Linked DNA regions of Mus musculus: region 1 is linked to region 2. A link is a contact called in public Hi-C data. All regions are on one chromosome and are shown on one strand. The core of a region is the stretch at or near the end of the contact, and the rest is flanking DNA. Distances in the headings are between cores, read along the strand shown. Region 1 has its middle 38 kb from the start of 1700072B07Rik. Region 2 holds the start of 4930461G14Rik (RIKEN cDNA 4930461G14 gene).

What was found. Hi-C and Micro-C count contacts between places; a contact is called where the count stands out from the background.
Region 1: a Hi-C map of the N1E-115 cell line shows a contact between it and region 2, with 5 times the contacts expected there. The contact joins the enhancer-like site here to the promoter of 4930461G14Rik in region 2. A contact is called at or near these places in 3 of 484 Hi-C or Micro-C datasets (the N1E-115 cell line, cerebellar granule neurons and forebrain) and 7 of 115 datasets of contacts at active chromatin or transcription factors (embryonic fibroblasts and embryonic stem cells).

What each region holds. Positions count from the first base shown.
Region 1 is chr9:58,406,264-58,411,658 of GRCm38.p6, forward strand. No RefSeq gene overlaps it. Among named protein-coding and RNA genes, the nearest start is that of 1700072B07Rik, 38 kb to the left of the region's middle. Within about 2 kb of position 3,203, at least 25 of the 459 cell types and tissues checked have an H3K27ac peak or open chromatin away from gene starts, as enhancers often do. A contact at or near this core is called in the N1E-115 cell line and cerebellar granule neurons, where this site is marked.
Region 2 is chr9:58,452,331-58,457,521 of GRCm38.p6, forward strand. It overlaps 4930461G14Rik (RIKEN cDNA 4930461G14 gene), which reads left to right and starts at 2,843. Exons shown (of 3, transcript NR_040736.1): 1 at 2,843-3,026. Gm32820 (a long non-coding RNA gene) reads right to left here. Exons shown (of 3, transcript XR_379493.4): 3 at 4,887-5,191.

The DNA of each region.
Region 1 (5,395 bases), core at 1,953-4,452, 46 kb before region 2:
AGTTCCTTCTTTCTATAGCTACTGCAGTCACATGGGTCAGGACTCACTCTATGGCCTCGTGTTACACTAAGAACCGCTCTAAAGGCTCTTGCACCCAAAGTTGCACTCAGAACAGAGTCACACAGACACAATTCACTCAATCACAGTGAGCAGGATCTTTATCAACTTGGGGGCTGAAGTTTCATACTGAGACTTTGGCTCAAATCCAAACCAATGCTGGGACCCAGAGAACACCACACATCCCATTCAACAGTAGTGAAGTTATAGAAACAACCTAGGCGTCCAACAACAGAGGAAAGGATGAAAAAAATGTGGTGCGGTGCATGCACACAGTAGGCCCTTCCTCAGTTTGAAAGAAGAACACATGGCTATTTGCAGAAATTGAATGCAATTAGAAATGACTGTATTATGTGAACTAAGCCAGGCTCAGTTATATATGTGTGTTTTTTCTTATATGTGGTTCCTAGATTTTACACAGATGAGTAAAATCATGTTTGTATGTATTACATAAAAGAAGGAGTGAAGTTGTCTGGGGAGACTATCTTAAAGGGACAAAAGGCAGAAGAGAAAAAGGAAGGTCAGAAGGTATGGGGTAATGTGCTCAACATATATGACGTACATATCTAAAAATGCCCTTATGTGGTACAATACAATCAGTATATCCAATGAAGAAAAGCAGGGTGGGGAGGAGAGAAAGAAGCCAGGTGAACAGGAGAAATGGTGGGAGGTCAGTGCCTCCTCCTAAGACAACAGATACTGTGAGATCCCTTCAGAGTGATGAGCAATTAATGGTGCTTTCTCATGGCTCACTTGGTACCAGGCTTTGACTTCCCTGTGCATTTCCAGGTTGCCCACGCTTTACTCGGGTACACCTTGAAGTGTCTGATGCATTGCTACCTGGCTCCCCAGATTTAGAGTAGCAAGAGGTGGCAGAACTCATCAGTGAACCCCTTCCTTCTGTGGAGGAAGTGAGGGGAATCCTGAATGAAGAAAGTAGCTTCAGGCCACACAGTTGTCACCTGGACTTGCCACTGGCCTCTTAGAGCCATCTGGCTGTCCTGCAATGCCCAGATACTGGGATCCAACAGCAAATCAGGACAGTTTCAGTTTGGATATAAAGAGGCTCATGATTGGCAGTGTGACCCCAGCTATTTAAGAAAGTTCTGGGAATTTTAGGAGGTAGAGCCTGGCTGGAGAAAGTAGGTCTTTAGGTGTCTCTTGTCCACGGTCCCTCCCCCCATCCCTCTCTGCTTCCTTTGCATCATGAGGTGAGCCTTTGTTGCCATTACCTCCTGCCACCACCATGCTGTCACTACAGGCTCATTCATGGTGCCAAGAACGATGAGCAGAAGCTGCCCAAGCCATGCACTAAAGCAGACCCTTCTACCCTTAAGTAGTTACTGTCAGGCATTTGTGACAGGGACAAAAAGTCTGACCTGGCTTACTGCCTTCTCGTACTATAGCTCATTCTCTCAGGTCCTTTCTCCAAAGTCAGAAGAAAGGGCTTCTCCTAAACGAGAGTCTGGCACTGTGAAGACAATGGGGAAGGTATCTCCAAAGAGGGTTCCCAGCGGGCACACACACATCTAGGGACATGAGGAACAGTGAGTCAGATATAGAGATGCTTCAGAAAGACTGATCCTCAAGGAGACAAAGGGTGACATAAATTATGACTTCATGTCCCCAATAAATCTCACTGTTATAGACTGCGTTCTGGCTGCAGGTGTAAATGCTAGACCCGTGATGGATGAATGAATGGGGTGCTTGAAATGAAAGAGCTTCTCTAATCTCCCGAGTGATGCTGGCCTGTTTTATGCTCAGTGTCCATTACAAGGATATGCCCAACAAATGTCAGTACCAACTTGTCCCAATTACAATATCTCTGGTGACCGGGGAATAAAGAGTTGACCTCAGAACTCTCTACCAAATGCCCAGTGCATAGAGGGACCAGTTCACAGGCCTCCTCAACCACCATGTGCATCTTGTCACCTCTTAGCCACATGAAGGTGCAGAGTGACTAATCTCTTACTATCCCCACAGTAGGGACTTTCCAGTTTATTCCAATCTGGGTTTTGTCTGCTGCTCCACACATCCAAGAGTGAAAGCTAACAGAGGACAAAGTCCTGTGTATAAAGATGTGGCCTAAACTCCTGGAGCCAGGTCCATCCACTTGGGCAAGGGACTTTATGTCTAGGTCCAAGGTCTTCTTTCAAGAGAACATTTGACTCACAGCCACCTCATGTCTGCTGAAACCATCACGGATCTAGTCTTTATTCCCTGGCCTCAGTAAAGTCCTGGTATTCAGAAAGCCTCTTTCTCAACACTCTTCCCACCTCTGAATATTGGATTCTGTGTTAAGCACACCAAGATGCATTCCATTGTGTGTGTGTGTATGTATGCATGTATGTGTGTGTGTGTGTGTGTGTGTGTGTGTGTGTTATAGATGTGGGTGGGTGGTATGTGTATGTGTGCACATGTATGTTGGTGTGTGTGTGTGTGTGTGTGTGTGTGTGTGTGTGTGTGTGTGTGTGTGATACATGTGCAGTCCAGAGGTTGCCATTAGGATGTCTTCCTGTGTCATACATTCTCCATCTTATTCTTTGAGACAGGATCTCTCACTGAGCCTGGAATTCACTATTTTGGCTAGATTGGCTGGCCAGTGAGCTGCCAGGATCTGCCTGTCTCTACTTCCCAGAGCTGGGGTTACAGGCATGAACTACCACATATGGATTTTGCTATTGAGTGTTGAGGCCCTAAAAGCAGGTCCTTGTGCTTGCACAGCAAGAACCTTACCCACTGAGCCATCCTCCCATCTTCTCAGTTCTGAGCCATTCTTTCTCACCCATACACTCAGGTCCTAGATCTCTCCTAAGTAGCTTGCAGCGACCACTCCCAGCTGTGCTAAGTTTCTCCTCCCTGTGCTCTGCTGCACAAGGCCACACGGTGCCTTTGCTCTTGTCTACTTGCTTAGCAGGTTTCTACCCTCAAGAAAAGGACAAACTATATCCTTAGGCTCCACAGTGATCTGTTACCCTGCTTGTTCCTTGTACAGAGTAGATACTCAGTAAGTGGGGACTGGACTACTGCCTTGGACTGAAATAGGAACCTCTTCTTTCCTGCCAATCTGAGAGCTCACCAGACACAAAGAAGCCACTTACTCAGCCTGCCCCATTGCCCAGCACAGAGAACTGGCACGGGATCTATGGAGAATGGAGGCCAATAAAGCTGGCCAATGCCATCCATCTCAGCAAAGCTAGGATGGCTCTCAGCAGTGGTTGGCAAAGCAAGGCTGCCCAGATGTTGGTGCTCCACTCCTGATTCTCAAACGAGTCACCCCCAAACTGCAGTCACCACACCTCCTGTGGGGCTCCAGACAGTTTGTAGTCACAGCCACAGCCCCTGGGTTTCCCTCTAACACAAGATCCAGGGCCAGCCAGCCTGTCTGCTTCCTCTGTTGGCTCACATCTGCTCTGCTCCTGGACAACTGAGGGACCAAGAAGATATCCCTTAGAGAGATTCCATGGTTACGTGTGTACATCCACTCTCCTTGAGCATGGCACCTCTGCTCTGGTCAGCAGGAAGACGTTGGGGACTTGTGACACATGGATCCCAGAGTCCCTTCCTTTTGACTACTGCCTGAGTGCCACCTACTTCCACCATGACGATATTCTCATTTAAAGATGAAGTCATTTCTTATTCCACAGATTTTGGAATGGCCAAGTTATCAATAACCTTGCAGAGGGAATGCATGTGTATGTGGGAAAATGAGAGGGTATTATATCTGTGCCAACATTTAACCCCTCTCATCTCTAGGGAGTTCATCCTTTTATCTGACCTAAATCTCTTTCAGTGCTGCTCTCTGTCCACCCACAGATCTTGGCCACTATTAGACAGTTCATTCTGGTGTACTCTCTGCTGGTTGTGTAGCCAGGATAGGACTGTCCTGTGACCTCACTTTAACTATCAGAGCGTAGGGAATGGTTTTCATCCTTGCCAGTTAGTTCCATCTGCCTTAATTACATTTTCAATCTTGTCACTTACTGTCAACTTGCATTTCCTCTAACAGCTGAGAATGCCCATGAGGGACTGGGTGAGGGGGTTTCCTGCCCTTCCTTGGCTACTCCATCACTGAGAACTGGTAAATTGCTGTCACCTGCCCTGGGGCACGATGAATAACAAACTGACTAAGTCTCCACCCCCACTCTCTACCCCAACTCAACAGTGCTGGCTTGGCTGCTGCCCAGCCGGCTGTCCACCTGACTGCTGACTGGCCCTGGGTCTCAGGGTGACCTGGCACTTGTGTCCAGCACACTGCAGGAATCTGGGAGTCTACCAGTCTGCCATGTGCTGGGCACCTGCTCAGCTGGCCTCACGCCTGGCTTCAGCTCTTTCTGAACTTCTGTGAGAATACTCACAGCTTATTGCTCCCCTGAAGTCTGTGCAAACTCTTCCACACAGGTCTGAGGGGGAGACTAAGGACAAGGTCCCAGAAATCGAATGAAGGGTAAAGGTGACTCAAAGGAAGAAATCACACATATATCAGCATAGCCCCAAACTTCGCTTTGTTATTTGAGCAGAGCATAAACCTGTAAGAAATCAAACAAGCACAGCCAGCGTTTGCTTCACGCCCCCTTTGCTATCAAACCACCCAGACTCCAGCCCCAGGCTGGGCTCTGCACTGGTGCCTAGATGAACCTTGTTCCAGACTAAGTTAAGCTATGACCCAAGGCTGAAGTCAACCTTGTCACAAGCTGGTCGGTCACCATGCTGAGCTAATTTCTATCCTGCTCAGGATGATTTTCATACCCTGAAGAATCCTACTGATCAAACCTTGACCTTGGTCTCTGAATGCACATTCTAACATCCGCTCTGACCAGCGACAGATCAAGAGAAACCAGCTGGCTGAGTGTGGGCCAGCCCCTGGGTCCGCATGTAGGTTCACAGGGTAGTCTTTAGTTCCTAGGCTACAGGTGAACTAGAGGCACCATTGAAGGAGAGAAGCCACAGGGCAGAGTAGGCAGGGGTGAGACAATGTTCAAGCCTTTTCATGAAGGTGTTTACTTTCTCCTCAGCACTGCCTTGTAAAACCATCCTCACCCCACTTTCCCATCTCCCAGGCCACCTTGCCAGCCTCCAAGCTGCCGATCACGGCACCCACAGTCCTGGTTTCCTGAAGGCCCTGTTTTCCTGTGCCTTCTTTCTCCTGACCACAAGTGGCCATCAGTACTGACCAGCAGTGGCTAAGGTTGGAAGCAAAGCAGGCTGGCGAGTTGACATGGCTCTGGAGTGCAGAGGGAAAAGAGACCTTCTTTGGAAAGCCTTTTTGCTCTTCTCCATCCCCTGCAATGTGATGGCTCTTCCAGGAAGTCTGCCCCAGCACCACAACCCCTCTCAG
Region 2 (5,191 bases), core at 1,593-4,092:
TAGAGAGGGCAAGAAGCCCAGCCAAGGGTCCCAACATACTTCTCCAGGAAGCATTCTTATTCTTTTGGTCCGTTGACAGCTGTCTTCTTCCTCTGGCAAGTAAGACTCTGGGCTTCACCATGAGCCAGGCTATATTCTGTGTATTCAGCCAGGAAAATAAATAGATGCTGGGGAAGTGGATGGGGCAGATGAATCAACCAAAGTATTTACTCCTGGCTTGCTGCATGGGTAGGGCTTACATCAAGATATCAGATCCATGCAAACGGTTTCTCCATCTTCCCCAGTGACCTGGCCTCAGTTTTCCTATCTATATTCACTGCAGAAGTCAGGTTCACCTCCCTGGACTGTGCTAAATTGTTAAATCGCTGTGTGTCTTTGGGAAAAGAATGTCCATTTCTTACAGGTTTCTCGTGGGGAATTGAGGTAGCATCGTGTCTGCCTCAATTGTTTGTTTCAAGGGTTCCAATGAAGAACATCATGTAAGTGAGAAGACGATCCAGAGGGCCTGCCACTTAGTGAACAGTCAGTTTAGCAGAAACCTGGTTCTTGCATTCTGCCTACCACCTTCTTTAGGCTCAACTGGCAAGAGCTGGTTGGGGAGGGGCTGGCTTAGTGGGTAAAGCACTTGTGTGAACTTGAGTTCTAATCCCCACATCCATCTAAATGCTGGGTAGGAAGTTAGCACACCTATTTAAGCCCAGTCCTCTAAGGGGTGTTGGGAAGCAGATGGAGGCTCCCCAAAGCAAGATGGGAAGCTAAACTAATCAAATCCGCAAGCTCTGGGTACAAATGAGAGACCTTGCCTCAATGTATGAGGTAGATGGCGAATGGTCAAAACCCCCAATGTCAACCCCTAGCTTCAACACACCTTTACCTGAACACATAAATGCGCGCACACACACACCAAACAGGCATGCATGCCACATATACATATATGTGTGAAAATAAAAATGTAAATATAAAAGAGTAGGGTGGTGCTGTCCCTGCCTGGCCCAGAGGACCTTAAAGCCCCACCCCTTGTCCCATATGAGTCTGGGATGCCTCCTCAGCCCCTGCTCCTCCCCTGGAAACTCCTTCAGCACCTTTCCTGCTCTGCCTTCACTCTCACAATTTCTGGTTTAATGTGCACAATACAATTACGGCAAAATGAGCTTCCCATCAAACCCCAATGACTTCCTTCCCTCAGCCTACCCCAGCACCACCAGCCGGGTAGTGCTTCCTCCTCTTAGGCTATGGAGATAAATTCCAGGACATGACTTCCTGAATAAGTATCCCTCTCCCCCCACCTCCCAGAACCCTACACATAACCGCTCCAGAGCCAGGGTGGGCTTTTATAGGACAGGAGTCAGGTCAGAGCTGAACAAAAGAGGAGTACCCCAGCCTGGAGCTTGCTTAGCTCACTGTCTCTACAAGGCTCTTCTCTAGTCTCTACTAAGTCCAGGATGGGGTGGAAAATTCAAGAAGGAGTTGAGAGAGTGTGCAACCTAGCCATTGCCAAGGTGGAGGGGGAAGTCCATTCAGAAGTCATCTGAGGAGTATTAGATTTTAGGCAGAAAGAGAAGAGAGGGAGGAGGAGAGGCTGAGTCACACTGTCCTGTAGGGTAGAGCCTTATCAGTGCTGCAGATGCCACTGGGGGACAGAGTCTGAGAGAGTTTCCATCTCATCAGCCAAGGAACATGTCTCCTTTTGAAGGTGTCTGGGGGTGGAAGGTCTTGCATCTCAAGGAAGCAGGCTTAGTTAATATGTCTGGGCTTCGTAGCAGAGGTGGGGGAGCAGGGCATTTGTGACTGAGGCTTCACGGGGAAGATCACTCTCCCATGATGCTTGGCTAATGTGTGACTCATGTGAACTGACGATAGTCTGGCTGCCTTTGATCTGAGCTGGGATGTGGCTTAGAGCCTGATTACCTAGAGGTCTGGCTGCTCTTGAATAGAAGTATACATGCTCTCTCCAAAACCACGCAGCCCCCCAAAGGCAGGAGGCAGTGACCCACCAGCCACATTCCCCATACCTTGGTAGGAGACGGGTGTCAAATGCAATGCTGGTACCCTGCCTATCTAGGCTGAAGTCACTTTTGAGTCAAGTTTTCCTTGGCCTTAGTCAAGGCCCTGAGGTACAAAGTGACCTGTCTTAGGACGCTCTGGAGGAGACACTGCCAGCACAGATGGGAGAGTGAAGCCAAGGTGTGGAGCTTCATGATGCCAAGAGCTCATGACACTTTTGCTTCAGTGCCCCCTTCAGTGCCCAGAGCCTTCTCCACTGGAACCATCCCTTTTAGTCAATGGCTCATCCTGGAAACATTCTCGAAGCTGATTACCAGGCCCAATAATGTAAGACTCTGGTGAGAGATTTCCCCCCCACACACACCTTTGCCCCCAACACACACACAGTGAACAACGCTGAGCCGGGAATCGTTGCAAAAACAAGAGGAATTTTATTGTTCCAGCATGCTGGGGTCACCCTGCACAAGAAGAAGAGAGAACAAGGACTCTGCACAGCCCATTCGGTAAGTTTTTATACAGTTTTCAGAGCCGCAGCCATTGCGCACATTGTGATTGGCAGAACAGTGCGACTTTTAAACTGATTGGTCTTTAGGGAATGAGGTGGCAAGGACTTCCCTTGTCTATAGGTGGCCAATGGTCACAGAATGTGTCTATGTGCTCAGGACTTCCCATACCCGCAAGTGGCTGATGGTTGGTTCCTCCCTCCCCCCACCTTGTCTGAGGAATGTAATTAGCCCCTCCCTTCCGGAGGGGGTGGTGCCTAAGTCCTCTATGACCTTTCTCTTCCAGGAGAGGAGATGGAATTTTCCAAAGTTCCTGAGTTGACCTCTTCAGTGCCAGGCATTGGCATTGTGGAGATGAACTAGGCAGGTACTCTCCCTCAAGTACTTCCCAGCCCAGAAGGGGACAGGACCACACCTGAGGACTATCCTAAAGATCTGAACAGTGGAGACAGAATGAAGAGAGCTTGCTTGGACAGCTTTATGTAGCAGAGCTGGTACAAGTGACTTAGGCCTTGAAGGGTGAGTAGTTCATTGAGTTAAAACAGGTATTGTCCAGGTCTGGATAAAAGGGGAGAGGGCAATGATAAGACAACAGAAAAATGAAATGGGGCTTCAGTGGGGGAATATTTACAGGCCCAGAAACCCCAAACTGATGATCATAGGGTGATGTGACCTATGATCAAGGCCTATGTCCTACAGGTGTAGCCCTATACAACATCTGACTTTGGAGCCTGGCACCACAGTGGCAAGGTCTGGAGCACTTTGCCTTACTTTCTGGGCCTCACTGCTGCAGACGGAACAATGACGGACCCAGTGCTCTGAGCACACTCCCAAACACCCTGACTGGAGAGTAGGTGTGTGAATGGCAGCTATCACTGTCACGTGAATTATTACATTGATTTAGAAGGATCTGTTCAGTTCATAAACCCCAAATAATGGAGCCCAGCCAGTCATGAGACTTGCAGAACTATAGAGTCACTGGGGTAGAGCTGGTGCTGGTACTGGAGGCCGTGCTAAAAATGATCCCCGAGGTCTTAGTCCTGGCAGAGGAGAAACGCAGCAGGCTGGGCTGGGTAACTGTGTTGGCAATTTCCCCTTCAAAACCACCTGAACTGGAGCCCCATTCATTAGCATGAGAATGGCGCGCCGGCTGGGATCTGAGGGTCCAAAGGTATTTGTATTCGAAAGAGCTTCCTCTGTTCTTGGCTCAAAGTCACTGCGGCCTGAGCTGCGAGGCTGGGCGGGGATCCAACACACACTGCGGGTAGCCTGGGAAAGAGGGGAGTCCTACCCAAGTGGTTGCTCCGAGCCTCGGGACCACACTCAGAAATGCAGCCCAGAACACCTTCCCCATCCCAGCCCACCCGGAGCCATCCCTGTATTTGGGAAGCTCTCTTGTAAGTTCTTGAAATGTCTCCCCACCCCTCCAGCCTTTATTTCTTTTTAAATCCTGTGTGGAAGAAGGCAGGGGTTTGAGACCTGTGTGCCTCTCACAAAGGAACCTAGAGTTTTCAAAGGTGGAGAAGCACTGCCCAACGGGATTAGTAATAGTAACCATCATTACAGCTAGTGGTTGGGAGCTGCCCCTTGCCAGGCATCATGTTAGGAATTTTACATACATTATCCTCGGTGTGGCTCTCTTTTTAAAATTCATGCCACAATCCTGAGATGTGGTTTCAAGCCTCACTTTACTGATCAGGAAACTATGATGTGGAGGATAGTGTTAGCTTACCCAGGATTAAGAAAATAAATTTCCTATCTGGAGTATGGGCTACAGTATTAAGTTCCACACCTCCTGATTGCCCTTCCGGCTGCCCCTTTGGAAAGGAGTCCAGTGGAATGAAGGGATAGTTTGACAATTTCCCCTTCAGGTCCTCCCAGCTCAGGCTCCGGTCATCAGCATGAGAACCAGGTCTGAGCAGAAGACCCACCCTCATCTCTGGCCCTTCTCTATCAATCCTTCTCTGGGCACTCAGGTTTGTTTATCCCCCTAGGGATCTGCTGTGGAGCCCAGCATGATGGCATTTCTAAGGGAAAGGCAGGAAAGGCAGGGAGCAGAAAGATACCCGCCTAGTTTGTGTAGCACCCTGTGTCACCCTCAGGGAAGAACCCAGAATCCAGAATGGACCCCACAAGAATGTTCTTCACTTGTCTGCCCAACCTCTTCCTCTTGCCTAGTCCTTTTGTCATCTTCAAGCAGGCACCCCATTCTGTTCTCCCACCACCTCCGCTCTCCCTCCTTATCCTCACCAACAAGAATCCAAGAACACTCCAGTGCCTTAGCCACTCTGTAAAGTTCCCAAGTCTAGCCATACCGTTACTGACAACTTCATGGAGCCTCAGCTAGGTTACCATATGTTACCAAGAAAATGGGGTCCCCTCTCAGGATTCCTAGTTTCAATTATAAAAGAATTTTGGAACAGACTCAGAAGGAAGCTCTGGGACAATCCTATAAGCACTTGAAAGAAAACACCAGGTCAGGCAGGCTGCCTGGGAAAGGCAAAGATGCCCCAATCCTGAGTATGACAAGCCTTGCCACACCCCCACACAGATCTCCTTTCTCCACAATCTTTCTTCTTAATGTCCCATTCCATCAGAACTTTCAGGCCTCGTACAAGCCAGAAGCCCTGGTGTCTGCTTGTGTCTTGTTTCCCATCTGTCCTAGGACTAACTCCACACTGCTG